Regions from separate parts of the Gossypium hirsutum genome. Here all the other regions are linked to region 1. The links are chromatin contacts, called in public Hi-C maps. All regions are on one chromosome and are shown on one strand. The core of a region is the stretch at or near the end of the contact, and the rest is flanking DNA. Distances in the headings are between cores, read along the strand shown.

Evidence for each region. Hi-C and Micro-C count contacts between places; a contact is called where the count stands out from the background.
Region 2: a contact with region 1 is called in a Hi-C map of leaf, with 4 times the contacts expected there. The contact joins the promoter of LOC107954802 here to the promoter of LOC107954849 in region 1. A contact is called at or near these places in 6 of 34 Hi-C or Micro-C datasets (anther and leaf).
Region 3: a contact with region 1 is called in a Hi-C map of leaf, with 2.9 times the contacts expected there. The contact joins the promoter of LOC107954856 here to the promoter of LOC107954849 in region 1. A contact is called at or near these places in 2 of 34 Hi-C or Micro-C datasets (callus and leaf).

Annotation. Positions count from the first base shown.
Region 1 is chrD07:49,310,704-49,313,508 of Gossypium_hirsutum_v2.1, reverse strand. It overlaps LOC107954849 (60S ribosomal protein L18a), which reads right to left and starts at 1,396. Exons shown (of 4, transcript XM_016890537.2): 1 at 1,247-1,396; 2 at 1,026-1,141; 3 at 841-904. The coding sequence starts at 1,261.
Region 2 is chrD07:49,147,708-49,150,407 of Gossypium_hirsutum_v2.1, reverse strand. LOC107954802 reads right to left here and starts at 1,401. Exons shown (of 4, transcript XR_001699692.2): 1 at 798-1,401.
Region 3 is chrD07:49,491,183-49,494,136 of Gossypium_hirsutum_v2.1, reverse strand. It overlaps LOC107954856 (probable U3 small nucleolar RNA-associated protein 7), which reads right to left and starts at 1,682. Exons shown (of 7, transcript XM_016890542.2): 1 at 1,431-1,682; 2 at 1,255-1,344; 3 at 1,003-1,135; 4 at 698-816. The coding sequence starts at 1,514.

The DNA.
Region 1 (2,805 bases), core at 147-2,646:
TTTCTTTTCTCACAATCTAAGGTTTTATCTTCACTCACAGTGGTACTTCATTCTGGTGCATCAAATGACCAGATATACCAGGCTCAGAAGAATAACTAAATACCATCCAGATTAGATCTAAGGCTAATCATTTAGCATGATGCTTCTTTTAAATCCAATCAAACCGATTGATCAAAACATGTTTCTAGATGAAGACCATTTCAAGCTCAGTATGAGAAGATCATTTTTCAAAAAAAAAATAGAACATTTCTTATCCAATATGCAACACTTAAACACACAAAAATTAACTCGGGTGGCTTAAAATGTCTAATTCCATATACATGGAAATGGTGAAACATCATTCCCTCTTGAGAAACGAGATCTGGCTAAACTAAACAGTAAGGATAGAACATAAGCCTACCATGTTTAGCAGTGACAACTCTACATCTAGTATATGGTAAACAAAGCAATCAAATTAAGAAAGATATTAATGCTTAAAAGACTTTCTCTTCTAAAATAAACAATGAACACAAAACCAATGTGTTTTATTTACAACACCTTTTCTCTTAAAATATAGGCATAAGAGAACCTCCAAGTTAAAATTATGTGATTAGGCCAACTTTTTTTGTTTTTCCCCCTCTTTTCTTAAACACCTTATATGTCACTCATAATGCAGTAACTCCCAATTATGAATGAACAGAGTAACTGTAATCTTTCATCATAAATCGACACAACTAAATAGTAGAAGTTAATGAACAATATAATATAAGGTTCCTATATGATAAAATGCAATGCTATTAGCTTGCTTAAGCCATACACTAATGGGGGGTTCAAAATTGAAGAACAAGTAAGGTTGAATACCTCATTGATAGCCAAAACTTGTCCATTGCTTTTCTTCACCTTCTTCAGCTTCCTCAAAAAATACCTAAACATGGAAAACAAAACACATCCAGAAAACCAAAATTAAAAATCCCAATCCCCTATCTCATCAAGGAAATCAAAACAAACGAAATCAGGAATTATCAGCAAATTGCAAATTTACAGACCAAAACTTGGATTTGGCACGGACTTCGTTAGTGGCCCAAAGCTTCATACGGTAAATCTTGGGATGCTCATCTGCTTCTGTAGGAAGGCCTCTGCCCACCACTTGGTATTGATGAAACTGTTTTTTTTTTTTTCAAAGAAAAATCAAAACCCAAAATCCCATCACCATTGTCTCAACAACAAAAAAATGGAAAAAGAAAAGAAAATAGAAATCTGAACTTACCCTAAAAGCAACCATTTTGGGATACAGAAGAAGAGAAGCAGCGGCTCACTAGTTTGGTTTGGTTTCCTTTCTCCCTTTGCTTCTCTCTCTGAAAAAAAAACCCTAATAAAACTTTCATTTTAAGTTGTTGGGGCTTAACTGGGCCTTAGTACCTCAGATCCACCCAAATTCTAACTTTTTATAGAAAGCCCATCTTCCAATATTTTTCCTGTGCTCCGGATCGGCTCCCGCCTTCTTTAAAATACTGAACCAATGGTTATTACCGAACCATACTAAATTGGTATAGATTTCAAGTTTTCGTATTGTTTTTGGACTTTATTTAAATAAGATTATCTTTATTTTATGTTTCTTAAACACTATTTAACAATTTTTTTAATTATACATAAAATCTTAATTAATATATTTATCTGAAAAATAAATTGTAAAATTTATAATTATAAATGTTTGTTAAAAATCTAATTAAACCTTGATTTAATTATTCTCAATCTTCATTGAACATAATCAAATATTAAATCATTTATATTTTAGAACTCTCAACGCGTAATGATAGCAAAAAAGCACTCAACTTGGAAATGTTAATAACGATGACCAAAATTTTAAAAGTTTTAACAATAATAATAATTGAAAAAAGAATACAGTACACATAATAAGTATAAATGAGATAAACACTTGAATTCTTATAAGTTTTAATAAAAATAATAAATAAACAATGAAGTTGTGAGAGATTGACCCTCAAATTAGATTTAGGGTTTATTTTTTTATTTAATTATAGGATATGTGAAAGCATAATAAAAGTTATATTTAATGTATTTTTTTTTAGGTTCTAAATGGGTTGTTTATTGGGCTTATGTGTTCAAAAAATATTGGCTCTTTTTTTTAAAATTTTTAAAATTTTTTCTTTTGGACTTTTCAGTGTCCAATAAAATAAACTGAAACAGAATCAAATTGATGTGGTTCAATGGCATTATCTAACCGAAACCGAACTATAAAAAAATTTGAATTGTCAATTCAACTCGATTTGGTTGATTTTTTGCTCAACCCTCCTAGGTAGTGGAAAATTTTAACTTGAGATTTTGTAATGTGTCATTAAGTTGTATTTTAAAAAAATTTAAAAAAATATGTGACAAAATCTCAACCTCGCTTGTGGAATAAGAATTTTTCATTGCCTGTATACCACATAGTTACCCTTATTTTTATATAAAATAATAACGATAATTTTATTTGAAAAATGTTACTATTACAAATATAATACGATGTATAAATAAATATTTGAACAATTAGTATGTAAAATCAAATTAGTACAAAGTCAACAGACGAGAAATTGAGAAGAAATGTACAAAATTTATCCATGGCATATGGACGTGTTTGGTGCAATTATAAAAACAAATATATTGTATTAATTTTAAAAATACATATTACATTAAAGTTCATACTAATTTACCAATAAGTGTTGTGTACAATGATAAGACATATTGTTATCTTAGTGAGAGGACTCGAGTTCAAACACTAAAGATAACATTGTTGGAAAACCAATCACAAATCCCCAAAAGATTAGTTTT
Region 2 (2,700 bases), core at 152-2,651, 160 kb after region 1:
TAAAAAAAGGAATAAATCCACTCAAGGAACAAAGAATATAATTGTATTGCTAAAACGTGTCTATGCGTAGCAATACAAAAAATGTAAATACCTTCAACAATTTTTGTTCAATTGGTTGCCAGATAAAATATATTAAATCAAAACTAGAAGGGTGAGGTATAAGGTGACTTTCAAAGTGGTATTTAAAATAAACAAGTGCTAAGAAGAACTGAAGACAAGTTACAGCTCAATAGACAGTTAGAAGACTACCTACACATGGAAAAAAAACAAAGAAAGAGAACAAAACATATTTAACCAGTAATTGAGGGTTAATCAATTCATTCATCCATCTTGTGTAAACGAAAAGGCCAATATCAAAAGGCGGATTTTAACAACAACCAAGCTTTATACATAGCAGGAAAGTCAGAAGAGAGAAAGAACATCTCCTTTTGGTCCAAAAGCTACCTTTTTTTATCAACCAACATTCTACCCATACTTCATTCATGGAGAAGAATAGCAAGAAACAGATACCTTAAATCGAAAGAAACAAGAAATCAAGCCGGAAATTCAACCTAATAACAGCTATATAGCAAAAAAAAAAAAAAACAATCGGCACAAAGTCAGCAAATCAAACTCTTCAAAATTTTGCTATTTAGCCATTACCTTAATGAGTTCTTGAAACTACTAAATTAAGAAAAAAAATCCATGCAATAAGTATTAAATTGAAGCTACAAATTGATCGAAAACAATTCCAATAACAAAATATTGAAATTTTTATCAACTGGTAAGAGAGAAGAAGCTTTTTTTTTTGGAATTACCAGTACAAGTCTTCTCTTTGGTGAGCTTATAGATGATGACAGAGATTCCGATAGAATGGACAGCCTCGGCGGTGACAAATAGGTTGTCATGGTCATTTACAATGACTCGGAGAAGAACCAATGCCGCCATCCCCGATACCACCGCCAAAAAAGTCTTTACCTTCGGTGGCTGTCGTCTCACCCACATCGACACCGCATGGATCGACCTCTTCTGTGTCCTCATGTCTTCTTTATTCTTTTTTTCCCGTTTTGGCAATTTAGAGGATGTGAGATTCTGGATTTTGGGGTTTGATTTGAGCTTTTTGTTTAATAGGGAAAAAATAAGTGATTCGGGTGGATTTTTATTTGACGGGCAAGAAATCTGAATCTGAATTAAAAATTATCTGAAATATGGAAACAGAAGGAGAGAAAGTTACAGATCTATGGGAGAAGATGAATGAGAGTATCTAAAATATGGCAAATGAGTTTGAGGGCAGAAATTGTGTAGTGAGTTTGACGGCAGATGAAGGAGAAGATGAAGGAGGGCAAAATTTGGAAAATGGGAAAAAGAGAGCGGAACGTAATAGCTATTCAGTGCTGAAGGCAAAGAATGGCTATTAAAGCTTCTCACGTAATAGAGGCTGAATGGAATAAGGCTGTATTACAATTACAACCAACCAAACGTTTGTTTGGGGGTGGGCCTACCGATTTGCGGGGGAATGCATTCCTATTCCCCCAACCAAACATGCTGTTAGTATCATACGTGTACGTCCCAATATCCGCCTGTCTTTTTTGGGAAATAAAACAACACAATACTCATAATTAAATTTCGAATATGTTGCGAGCTATTAATGCAATTTGAATGGATATCATGTTCACCCATTGTTTATATTATTTAGGTAAGGGTTATATTTAATATAATGAAAAAAAATTGATACACAATTTAATAAAGTTTTTAGAACCCAGAAGTAAAGTTAGGGAGTTGACAAGTGTCTTACATGGTTATAGTAAAATATTAAAAAAAGAGACATATGTCAATTTTTTAAAGCTACTTGAAGAATAAAAAAAAGTACACTACCAGTATATCAAATACTCACCTTTAATATAATAATATTGTATAATTTTATACACTATCAATAAATTACGGGGAAATATTTGGTACACTAATAGTTAAGTTTTTACACTCTACAAGTAAATCTAATGGGTTGACAAGTGTCCTATAGAGAGGTTTAGTAAAATATTTAAAAAAACACATAACACACTTTGAGTTTACCAAATATTAACCCATAAATTACATGATAATATATTATAGGTAATTATTTGGTGCACATGTGATGTAAATTTTTAACTCCATAACCGCGATTAAGATTTTGCTACATGTCATATTTATTTATTTTAAAAATTTTTAAATACAACTTAAGGAAACATGGCGACATCTTAATTCAGTTAAAGAGTTAAAAGTTTCCACCACCAGTGTATCAAAATTATTAATTTTTTTAAAAAATAAATACAATATCGGTCATCGTTTATTTCACTAATAAAACATAAATTTATAAGAAAATATTTGGTATATTGTTTTTGGAGTTTTTAAACTTCATAAGCAGGGTTAAGAGATTGATAAGTGTGTTATAGGGTATAATAAATTATTAAAAAATATATATTTAAAAAAAAGATACATGTCAATTTTTAAGGTTAATTGTAAAATAAATAAAAAGTATATTTCTAATATACTAAATATTCACTCTAAATTAATAGGTATCAATATTTGAAATATAAATCCAATAATGGCTAATATATTAAATAAGCCCTTGAATGTTGTTATCTTATTTAAATAAAGTCTGTATACTTTAATTACATTCAAATAAGCCATTTAAATTTACTTGATACCCGAATAAGCCTTTAAACTTATATACAATATAATAGA
Region 3 (2,954 bases), core at 433-2,932, 180 kb before region 1:
AACATGACAAAATTAGCCTCTATCCTATATGTCTATAAAATATTTAATCATGAATGAACAACAAAACCACAGTTATTAATGTTCACTATGACTACTATCTTAGGTCCTCTATAACAAAACTACAGCTGGATATTCAGATTCTCATAACGAGATGATGCCACAGATATAGCATGGCTGCCAAATATAAGAGCAAGAGAATGAACCAATGGACCTTGCAGTAGAAAAGAAGACACTCAGATTCAAATGAACTTATCAGCTGTAGGTTTTAATGAGATTAAGTTCAGTCTAATAAATTTTAGATTCCTACAACAGAGATCTATTTGAAATTTTGATCCATACTATCATTTTCTTAAACTAAATATTGCTAACACAGCCTTATGCAAATGGGTGGAATGAGAAACAAAACATGTATCACATGCATTTGTCTTGTAAAATGAATTGTAAGAAAAGTTGCTCCACACGACACCCATCTTCAAGAACAGACATTAAATTGAAACCACAAAACAACCCCGTATTTTAAACACTACGGTAAAACTCAACACCAAGCTGATTTAGGTCAAAGCATGGGAAAATTTTCTTATAAAAAACATTAAAATTGGGAACTTTCGAAATGCAAAATCAGACAATATCACTAAATGCACAAGAAACAGCATCCCCTTCAACTACAAAATTTGATTTTTGCTGGAGCATTGCATACCTGAATCTCCTTAATTAGGTTTAATGTCTTCATATCAACAATAGCCAGATGGCCCTTACGTCCAGCGGCTGCCATATACCGACCATTTGAGGTGAAATCTAGAGTGTAAGGACCAAGTTCTGCACATGTAGACAGAATCTAAATGAATACATTAAAACCAAATAGAACTTAAATCAAGTTATAATCAACATCTAATTTGCTGACTGATTGCTTATTTTATCTCGTAATCTAGCATATAATCCTTAGTCTAAACCACTAAAACCTTGTCTATAAAACGAATTATGAACATTAGGGAAAGTAGGCACCTGGTAAAACAATATCATACTGGTTCTTTGAGCTTGAGATATCAATCTCACGAGCAATGGATTCTTGTTTGATCCTCCATGTCTTCTCAATACCCTCTGCCTCCAAGTAACCACCCTCACTGGGCAAAAGCCACTAAAAAACCAAAAAAAAGAAGAAGCAAATTTAATATTCAGAAAAACTAAAATACACAACGACAATTAAATTAAGAAATAAAAAAGAACCCATTGCTCAAAAGGGAAGCTCAAACTCACTTTCTCAATCTTGGCAGCAGTTTTCGCAGATTTTCCATACAAATCTTCTCTTACAGCAAGCTGGCCCTTTAGTTTCTTGTCCTTTAATCCCTGCAGAAAATAAACGAAAACAATTGACAAAGAAAAAATTCACAAAAATAAGTAAAATCCTATAAACAAGCACAAACATTGATTACCTCCAAATTTGCAGCTTCTCCTCTAAGATACTTCTTCACTTTTTCGTCCATCTCATCATCGTTATTCTCCTTTTTAGCACCCATTATGAAGAAAAATAATCCCAATGACAACCTGACTGTTGCAGAGTGTCGGTCGGCAGAAGCAGCGGCTGAGGATAGCTGGAAAAGAAGAGGAAGTCGGCAGAGGCAAATATAAGGGTAAGGGTATTTTGTTTAATTTTAAATAGTTATGTGGGTTGGGCTTTTGTAAATGGTTTTGGTATTTGGATACAAGTTTATTATTTATTGGGTTTAGGGTTTAAATTAAAGTTTATATAAAGTAGGTTTAATTCTACTATTGACTTTAGGTCAAAATTTGTCGTGAATTTTAATATTTAAATTCATTTGGTTAAAGTTATAGATTTAATTCCAAGCCTAGCGAACAAAGAAGCGCAGCCCCTCCATCGACCAAGACTCCTGACACGGGGACTCCTTCAATATGCACTTTTATGTAAAGTGGCTTTAGGTGCATGGTCATTGCCTCAGTAGGTCGATCTATGATGACTCGTGCTGAGCTTACTGGTCGTAGGAAGCTTGTGTCCTTTTTATTTTTGAAGATGGTGATCATAGGACTGCCTTTTATCAATGTAACAGGCTCAGTCTGCTTCTCCCGCTGTTTGTTCGAGAACTTGTCGCTCTTCTTCGAGTTTTTTAGGTTCCTTGGACTCTATCCTATAGTTATAGTAGATTAATACACGATCTGTCCTGGTTGTTATGCCTGTACTTTGATGAGCATATTTTCGCCCAATACGATTCAGTCGATACAGAGTCTCTCCAAGCGGTTTTGTCGAGCAGGGCCTCATTCACTTGATTCATTTGACGAATGCCTAATCCTCCCTTTAGGCGTACAGACATCCTCCCAAGCCAGAATCTACTCTCAATTTGCTCATTCTTAATTTCTATACTTTCGAATCGGGTAAACTACATTGCAGGTTACTCAACTATGTTTATATATTTTTTTGGTCATCCAACTTTTAAAACTTTTAAAATAGGCATCCAACTAATTGAGTCTGTTCTTTTTTGCCCTTTTCTGTTAAGTGTCGTTGAGTATTTGACAGAATGGTGAGGTGAAGTCCAAAAATTGATATGATAACAAATTAAAGGGCATATATTTAGCCAATATATTCTACTTTTTTTTACGAATTACAAGAGGATAACATCAATGTAACTAGCGCAACTCAAACCCAAACTACATCTAAAACAGTGAGCATCTTGACCATCAAACCAACCTACGTGGATCAAAATATATGCTTTCTCATATATTTATATATACTATCTCCATGTCTAGAATATATATATATGAAGCTAGTAGTAATAAAAAGTTTGCATTAAAGGATGGTAAGTACTTGCCAATACATGTCTTACTTTATTTATTTAATGTTTATATTATTACATTTCCCATTCTTAGTAGAGATTTTCCTATTATAAACATTTTGATTTTTCTAAAATCCTCAAAAGAGAGAGAAATCACCGAATTTAGAAAAA